Regions from separate parts of the Mus musculus genome. Here region 2 is linked to region 1. A link is a contact called in public promoter capture Hi-C data. All regions are on one chromosome and are shown on one strand. Each heading gives the region's core, a stretch centred on a gene start, on an enhancer-like site or on the middle of the called end of the contact. The rest is flanking DNA. Distances are from core to core; before and after follow the strand shown.

Evidence for each region. Promoter capture Hi-C pulls out the DNA fragments that hold promoters and counts their contacts.
Region 2: a contact with region 1 is called in a promoter capture Hi-C map of erythroid cells, with 6 times the contacts expected there. The contact joins the promoter of Rcor3 here to the promoter of Zbtb18 in region 1.

The regions. Positions count from the first base shown.
Region 1 is chr1:177,439,933-177,444,448 of GRCm38.p6, reverse strand. Zbtb18 (zinc finger and BTB domain containing 18) reads right to left here and starts at 2,098. Exons shown (of 2, transcript NM_001355099.1): 1 at 1,854-2,098.
Region 2 is chr1:192,136,058-192,140,873 of GRCm38.p6, reverse strand. It overlaps Rcor3 (REST corepressor 3), which reads left to right and starts at 2,834. Exons shown (of 12, transcript NM_001346740.1): 1 at 2,834-3,135; 2 at 3,385-3,441. The coding sequence starts at 2,976. Gm10516 (predicted gene 10516) reads right to left here and starts at 3,976. Exons shown (of 4, transcript NR_033536.1): 1 at 3,813-3,976.

The sequences.
Region 1 (4,516 bases), core at 849-3,348:
AAACTTTCTAACAGAAGAAATTGAAAAGCTCAGCATATGGAGTCCTACTGTATTTATGGAATCGCAACACTTCTGCCTCAAGTTGGTGGACTGGCTTACATATGACAGCACACTCGAGCTCGGTGCTATTCAGGAAACCCACATTCACTTTTATTCAACTCCAACGTCTAGTTTCAAAGGCAGCTTAGGGATATTTTTAAACCAACCCATTTGACATCTCTAGTCCCATTTCAACATTATTACAGCATGTTTTTCCCCCTTCCCCTGCGGAGATAATGGCAGACATCTCCGAAATGTTGGCAGACTTATTAAGAACTATTACTTCAGCGTGGTTCACCTTATTGTTTTACTCTTACCTAAGCAATTTATCTGGATCTACCTCTCAGGAAAATAGTTCACACTGCCACCGTTAGTGCAAATTTCCACTTTCAGCATCAACAAACTCAAACTGCACTTCTGAAATACTGGAAAGTATTTTAGTTCAATGAGGCAAATTAATAAACTGACAAAACCTGCTACAGTCACTTAGAATGGTTGTTTGACCACACAGCTTGTCTTCCTGCTCAGAAAAGTCACTTTTGTCTTGCCCTTGGTCTCTATAACTTTGGGGAAAGGGGTTGTGATCACCAGGAGGGTTGGGAGGCCAAGTGTAGACTTTGGGAACTTTTTTTGGCTACAGTTTGTGGATCTTTTCTAATGGCTGATGTAATGTTAATGTAACCGGGGCTGGGTCGCTGGGTGCCCTGCAAGGTGCTGCGACATCTATGAATATCAGACACATCTCCACCGACCCTTGGGAGGTTGGAGAGTAGAAAAAAGAAGTTGGGGCCTGAGGCACAAGCGTCCCAACCCAGGCGACAACCACTTAGGCTCGCTTAGAAAACAGAGGCAGGGAGCTAGAGAACAAAACCCCAACTGTGTTCTGCTCTCGCTCACGAGTCACAAACCTAACTTTCTCTAACTTCGCGGTGAATGACACAATTCTGAACTCGTTCGGGAGGCACTCTGTGCAGATAGACACATTACTTCCCTGCCACACACACACCCTCTTTTCCACAGATGCCCTCGCCCCATTCCACTATATCCGACATTAATCACCCAGTTTACCCAGTGGGGTGGTGGTGGGGGTGAGTGACAGTTTAATGAGTCCCAAGCACCGCAATGGCCCGAAGACATCCACTCCACGGATCGACCCGTCCACCGCTACCGCGGACCCTCGGAGGTTCTGTGAGGTTAGGGGGTTTGTTTTTCAGAGGTGGGGGCAGGGTGCCCCGGGTGTGTGTGTGAGGTTCAGGGGTGGGAGAGGAGATGCAAATCTTCCCGCAGTTCGCGGTGCATAAAGCACTTCAGGGAAAGAGGAAGGGTGAAACCACGGGGAAGAAGGTGCAGGGCAGAGAGCCGGTGCAGCAGGAAAGCACCTTCCACAACGGCCGAGAAAACAGACCCCGGTCGCGGCAACAACAAAAGAAAAGTCGCAAGAAGCGGCGCGGCGACCGCTCCCCCGTCGCCGCCGCCGCGCGCCAGCCCCCGGGGCCTCCCGGCAACCGCAACCCGGGCGCCGCGCCCTCCCCCTCCCCCGGCCCTGCAGCTGCACCGGCCCCGGAGCCGCGGCCGTCCCGGGCGCTGCAGCTGCGGCGGCCCGGCCCCCTCCCCCGCCCGCCCGCCCGCCCTCCGCACCGGGAGGCGCCGCCGCAGCTGCACCGAGTCCGCCCCGCGCCGCAGCTGCACCGGCCGGGGAGCGCGGCCAGGCGAGGCGAGGCGAGCCCGCACCGCCTGCCCTCCGCCACACTAACTAACTCCGCCCGGCGGGAGCCCACGGTCGGCAGCGGGGCAGGGCGGGCGCGGGGACTCACACGGAGCGGCCCGAGTCGCCGCGTCCCCGCCGCGTCCTCCTCCTCCTCCTCCTCTGCCGCCGCCGCCGCCGCTGGACTTGTGGGCGTCCTCCGCCGGCCCCCGCCCGCCCGCCGGCCCCGGCCCGGGCCCCGCGCGCCCCCGCCGCCCCCCGCCCGCGCTGGCAGCCTGAGGCGCGCGGCCGAGCCACAGGGCCCCACTCTTTCAACGGCTCCCCATGGCAGCAGCCCAGCGGCGGCCGCAGCCTGCCAGACGCACGGGCGGGAGCGGGCGGGCGGGCGGGCGAGCGCGGCGCCGGGCCGGGGGGCGGGGCGGGCGGGGCGCGGGCGGGGGGCGGACGACGCACACGCACGCACGCGGCGGCGCGGCCCAGATGTGGCCCCGCCCGACCGGGCCGCCCCTTGCCGGCCGCTCAGCGATTGAGCGAAAGCGGCGGGCCCCGGTCTCTGGCCCGCCCCCGGCCTCGGTGGCGCCCAGTAGAAGCGCGGTGTTCCGGGAGGGCGGAGAAGCGGCGGGACTGACGGGGCAGCTCGACCAATAGGAGTGGCGGTCAGGAGCTGCCGCTTGCGCGCGCCAATCGCAGACGGCGACTGTTGGGTGGGCGTGGTCTTCTCGGGGAGGGGCGGAGCTCGCGGACCGCGGCGGCGGCGGCGGCGGCAGTAGCGGCGGCAGTGGCTCCCCTCTGGGTGACTTGGCCGTGAGAAAGTGAAAGGAGCCCGCAGGCGGCGGCGACAGCTGCGCGGGGAGGGGCCTGCTTCCCGGCTGGAGACAAGCGCGCTCTGGGGGTGTGGAGCGAGCGAGTCCGCGTGCACCGCGACGGCCATAAGTATACTTTTTCTCGGGGCAGGTGTCCCGGGGAGGCCGAGCGCGCGGGGCCGCAGCTGGCCAGGGCCAGCCTGGGGCCGCTGGGTCTGGCCCTCCTGCGGTGCTCGCCCAGGCCCCGTTCTCCTCAGGGACGCGCCGCCTCCGGCCTGCCGAGTCGGTCGCCAGGTGCATGCGAGCTACAAGCTCCTAGCGGCTGTGAGAGGCGCCTTTCCCCGGCGTCCTCTGTTCAAGTTGCAGCTGCGTTTCTTTTCACGATCCCCGCGTCCCGTCTGTACTCTCCGTGACAAGCAAAGACACTGCCCCGAGACCAGTCTTAGACCTTTCCAGTGAGATTGATACTTGTAGACGCTTTAGTCTGTTCCTTAATTGGTGCGTAAGGAGCCACGGCTTTGTAAGGAAGGGAGAGACCTTATTTTGTGTTGCACCTCTCTCCCTTCAGATAAACTTCTTCCTTACCTGTTCTTTGTGCCTAACCAGCAAAGAGGAAATGTAGAAAATTTCTGCCCTCAAGATAATGGAAGGCAAGAATAACACACAAGTAAAAAGTTGAGTAACAAGCAGGGGAGAGAATGATTCAAGACAATAAGAAAAGTGCATAGCGAGGAAGTCAACACACTAGTAATTGTCTAAATGAAATGTGTTTACTGTTTGCTATGTGAACGCTGACTGGCAAGCCTGGTTGCTAACCAACTCACCAGGAAACCTTGCAGCTGAGCAAAATCTGCTTTCTCTTTCTTCCAGGACAAACTAGTAAAGAAGTTGAAAGTAATTGTGTGGGCAAATCAGACATATTGAATTGCTAATGAACACACATACTACGCCAAGTTCCCAAAACTTTGATATTCTGTTGGAAACAGTAATGGTTTCTACTCTTTCCTCAAATCTCTTAAATCCTCATGATGGATGGGGGCGGGGGGGGGGGGGGAGGGCGGGGGGGGGAGGGCGGGCCTCAGGGGCATCCTCAGATTCAACCCGAATTTCTTACCCCCCCCCCCCCCGTGCTTCCCAGAAGAAAGACCCACTCTCAATTTGTTTAGACATTTTGGGAGTTTACAGGTGGTGTTTGTTGTAGTTTGATTTGGCTGTTTGAGACAGGGTCTCTGCATTAGATGGTCCTTACTGTTCTGGAACTCACATGTAGACTAAGCTGGCCTTGAACTCACACAGATCTGCCAGCCTCTGCCTCCCAAGGGCTGGGATTAAAGGCTTGAGCCACCTCATGTGCCTACCAGTATTCTAGATGAATGAAATACTTAAAAAAAAAAAAAAAAGAAAGAAAAAGAAAGAAACATAAAAAGAAATCTATATGTTTCATGGAGAATTCAAGAGGATAAAAGGAAAAAGATGTTTATATTTATAAAGCCATGTTTCACCAATTAAAAGCTAACAATAAGGGGTTAACAAACCTCTTGATAAATAGATATAAAGTACCTGCTAATGTCAGGATATCAAATCATAAATTTGTAAGAAAACTGGGATTCAGATTATCCATCAAAACTTAGACTCAGTTTTATGGCATCCAGAACGAAATCACAGCTCTAACAACGGTTTTACACAGTGTACCTGCTAGCAGAGCTAACAGTCCCAGAGACAGACAGAAGACACTGGTGGGTCGAAAGTCATAAATATGGCTTGCTCTATTTTGGGGCTGTTTTCCCTGTGAGCCATAACTAGTATCCATTTTGAGAACAGAAAAGTATGTCCAGGATATACAGATTAAATGAATATTTAAGGAAGCCAGTCTGTCACCTCTCACTGCTATGAGAGTTATATCCAAGGTCCCTGGTGCAATTGTATTTTCTCTCCTCCCTCCCCCACCCCAACTTCATTTAAACTCTAC
Region 2 (4,816 bases), core at 1,585-4,084, about 15 Mb before region 1:
TTGGGTTTTTTGTTTTGTTTTGTTTTGTTTTGTTTTTGAGACAGGGTTTCTCTGTATAGCCCTGGCTGTCCTGGAACTCACTTTGTAGACCAGGCTGGCCTTGAACTCAGAAATCTGCCTGCCTCTGCCTCCTGAGTGCTGCTGGGATTAAAGGCCTGTGCCACCACCCAGCTCCTCTGCTACTTTCTAACTGTAATTTTGCTACTGTTATGAGTTGTAATGTAAATGTATTTTTTGAAGGTCTTAGGCAACTCCTGTGAAAGGGTTTGTTCAGTGATTCCCCAGGGGTTGCAATCCTCAGGTTGAGAACTGTTGCTCAAGACTGTCTTGGCTGTCCTTAACCTCTACATTTTCCCTAGACTCAGCTATACAATTTATACACAATCTGCTGGCTTTCCTTAGGATTAGAATACGCCCATGGATCCCTATGCCGGGAGGGAATCTGGTCATTGTATAAGCATTCAGCCTTCTGTTTCTCAAGAACATTATTTTCCTAGAGTCCTTGGGTATCTTCTCCAAGACTCATTGCTAGATAGAAGTCATCCCAAAAGATAACTGATCTTGATCCCTTGGCCTTCTAAACGTTGTCTTATTTGAAACAAAGTTTCTCCTGTATCCTTGCTTCTGGAATTCACATGATATCAAAGAGAAGCCCAGGCAACATACAACTTAGCTAATCCCCGACCTTTGCCTTATGTTTGGTCTTTGTAACTCTTGAGAAAACCTTAAAATGGAGTTAATTTAAATACTCAACAGACCAGTAGTGCCCCCCCCCCTTCAACCCATCTCAAGAGATATTATTAACCCCTAAAGCTCTCTTCTCCGCCCAGGGGCTTTCCTCCTCTCCAAACAGAAGTAGACATTCTTCCAGATTTCTACCTAGGGCTTTTCTGTTCTGTAATGTCTTATCTGGGAAGAGACCATTTTAAGGTCCACTACAATCACCCTTCTCAACCAGGCAAGTTTAGAGTGCTTTCCTTTTCTTAAAAGCAAAACAGAAATTTGTTTTCCTTAAACACACACACACACATCCCTTCACGCCAAAATCCTTCCCCAAAGGTGAATGCAGTCTTTGGTCTAAATATTCCAGTAGAATCATTTTACTGCCAAGATTCTACTAATCAAAATAGTCCCAAAAGCCCTTGAAACTTTTGATCCCTAATCTAGACGCAGATTCTTTTCTACAGAAAAGTGAATCAGCACTATTTCAGAGTTAAAAAGTGTATCTATTAAGAGGCCTCTATTTTGTTTTGTGGTTTTTTTTTTTCTTGAATTTTCTTTTTATAGGCTCTAGCTTTTGTACTCCAGGATCAAAGGAGCTGATGTGACAGGGCTGAGATGAGTCGTGTTCATTAGAGGTTGGAATGTAAAAAATAAAATATCATTTCAGTTGTCCATAACATTTCTCCTTGCAGAAAATAAAAATCAGACTTAAAATATCCTTCAGCAATGTGTTTTTTAAAAAAAGGAACCGATGCTAGGTGTGGTGGTGCAGCTCTTTACTCCCAGCACTCAGAAGACAGAGGCAAGCGGATCTCTGTGAGTTCCAGGACAGCCAGAAGTACACATAGAAATCCTGTCTCAAAAAATAAAACGGGAGGGGAGGTTGAGTTGTGGTTCAAAAATTAATGGACACATATAGAGCTAAAAATCAACTATTTCCAGTACCAGTACTGTTTCTCCACCCGGACAAAATACTCCCTCCTTTAGACAGATGACCGGCCTAATTCTTGTATCCCAGAGTTTTCTTGGCTGAATTCTTGAGTAGGTCTGTTATTTCTCAGTAACAGAATTCCAAAGAACAGTTTTAACCTTCAAGGTAATTTTACTGTTACCCCCAAATTCTGCAGGACACACATCTGTATATTAAGCAACTCCCCCCCCCCTTTACTCCTGAGACACAAATCGTCCTCCTTGCCCAGACAGTATGTCATAAGCAAATATCCTTAAATCTGGGGAAGAAATACAGTCCAGCCAATCTTCAACTGGGTGCAAACTGCCAGAAGGCAGCTGGCCTCACCTTTCTCTGCAGCAGCAGCACCTCTCTGCAGAGCACTTCTCTCTCCACCCTCTCCAGAATTGCTCTGAGCCACCACCCCAGGCAGTGTCGACCCAGATAGCACTGGCCCGGGGAAGGTAGAGTTCGGTTATTTATTTCCCCACTCGTGGCATTCGCTTCTTAGACAGCAAAAGGGAAAGAGCCAAGTGGAAATACTGCCCTTTCAGTCCCTCTCGGACCTCACAGCAGAGAGGAGCTGCCTCGCCAGGTCTTTAGGGCCGGTCTCATTCCGGAGTGAACCGATCCTGCCTCCAACCGGAGGACCCAGCTCCTACCCCGGGGCGCACCTCGCGGGAGCAGCTCCTGTCTGAGGCCGCCAACCCCTGCCCGCGTCACCGGAGCTGCTCCGGTCCAAGGCCGCCATCCTCATAGCTCCTGTCAAAGGCCGCCATCCCCGCCGCTCCTCACCGGAGCAGCTCCTGAGACCGCCATCCCGGGTTCCCGGTCACGGGAGCAGCTCCCGCCCCGCGGCCCCGCCTCAGCAGGCCAAATTCCTTCAGCTGAGACAGGGCAGAGGCCGCCTCCCCGCCCTCCATGCCGCCTCCGGGGCCTCCACATCGTCTCCCGGCCCTCGAGCGCCCGGGAACCGGCCGGCTGGGGACGCGCGGGGTCCCGGCCCTCTGGTCTCTCCGCCCCGCGGCCGGAACCTCCCTAGGGCGGAGTGATCGCGGCCGCCCAGTGAGGAGCGCGCGGCCACGAGGGGCGCTCGGCCGGGTGGCACGGCGCGGGGCGGCGGCGGCGGGGGAGGGGAGGGAGGCGGGGCCGGGGCGGGCCGGTGTGGGGCGACTGCGCTACGGCTCGACCGGGGCGGTGATGGCGGCTCCATATTAACACCTCCTCCTCCTCCTCCGCGCTCCCGCCCGCGCCCGCCAGCCGTCTCCCCCTTCCCTGACGCCACCTCTCCCCCTCCTCTACCATGCCCGGCATGATGGAGAAAGGGCCCGAGTTACTGGGGAAGAGCCGATCGGCCAACGGCGGCGCCAAGAGCCCGGCGGGAGGCGGCGGCTCCTCGGCCAACGGCGGGCTGCACTTCTCGGAGCCCGAGAGCGGCTGCAGCAGCGACGACGAGCACGGGGGTACCTCGCCGCGCTCCCCGCCCCCGCCCGTCCGCCCGGCCCCCTTCCCCGCGCCCTCCTCCCCCTCGGAGCCGAGCCGCGGCCGCCGGAACTCCCGGTGCCGCCGCAGCCCGCGACCCGCGCCTCCCCGCCCCCACCCGGCCACGGCCTCGCCCGCGCTCCCGCGGCTGGAGAGTCTCTGCCTTGCCCTTCCCCTCTCCTCTCCTTATTTATTACCATTTTACCATATATCTTGGCATTGCTTTGCAGATGTTGGGATGAGAGTCGGAGCTGAATACCAAGCTCGGATCCCTGAATTCGATCCAGGTAGATATATTTGCTCACAGGAAAACCCCATCTCTCTCTCTCTTTTTTTTTCCCCCAGGCTTGCTCTGGGGTGGCCGGCGTCGGGATGGGAGGGAGTTACGTGGTGTTGAGTGTGGGGCGCACCAGGAGAGGCCAGGGCAGGGCAGGGCAGGGCAGGGCATCGCGGGCGGGGAGGCTGGCAGGCTCGGCTGGGCAGTGACACAGGGCGTGGGGGTAGATGTGTGCATGGCAAGGTGAACATGGTTCCCTCCCGCGGCACTTGCACGCTGGTGGCTTCGCACGGAGGTCGCGGGTCCGAGGCCCGGGGCGTGGGGACTGCAAAACCAAGGGCTGCAGGAGAGGGCGTGCGATCTGTGTGTGCATGAACCTACCCCAGGTCAGATGCCACTCCGACCCGCCCTGGGAACCCGGGGCTCAGCCAGGCTCCGCAGGGCCACGCTTGGCAACCGCCTGCTGTCATTAGCCCGAGCCAAGGGCGAGCCCTGCGACCCCGGCGCACACGGGATCCTGGTTTTTCTTTCTGCCGAGGCGGTGTGGACCTGGGCGGGGAAACGCCCGTGCCCGACACCGCCCCGGTCGCCCCCAACCCCTCCCCGCGCGCCGACCCAGCCCGGGGAAGCCAGACCACAGGACAGCGGCAGCAGCTGCCAAGGAGACATTTTCTCCGGAACAGCCAGGTTCCAGCGCCCTCCGCCAGCGCAGCTTGCGGGCTCCCTCTCTACTTTTCTCCAAACAGGCTCCCCGGCTGTCACGGGATGTCAGGCTGCTCAGGGATTGGGCGAGAGTTCCGCATATGGAGGCGCCCTTGCTGGAGCCTCTGGGCCTGGAGTGCTCGGCTGCTCTAACCCAGCCAGACTTGCCACTGGGTGGGCTCTGCCCTTCCCTGCCTGAACTGCCCTCCCACTTTTCCTGCAGTCAGTTTTTGTCTAGAGCTCATTCTTAACCGCACTGCCCGAGTCCGACGCTGGAGTTGTAGTTGGTGTTGCAGAGGACTCACTTGTAATTTCACAAGGAAAGCAGTCATGTCCGTTTAGTTTAGGTATGCTAGGGGGCTTCCATCCTTCTCCCCATTAGGACTTACCAAGTAGGTAGTATCCCCTCTCTGAAAGGAGAAGGGTAACCGTTACAAGCATAATTAGGACAGTTTCCTTCAGTACATGATACCAGAGTGCTCATCAGATTTGGGGGTTACCTTCAAAGCGACACAGCTGTTGGGATATTTTATTAGAAGACTATCGGTGTGTGCCGTGGTGGGCTTCTTGTAGTCGTATTTTTCTTGTTGGCATAGCTAGCTAGTAGGTGGGTTCCTTCACTTTATGGCTGTGCTTCAGGGCTTAGTTTGACATCGGAAAGAAGACATGTTCACTGAAGGATA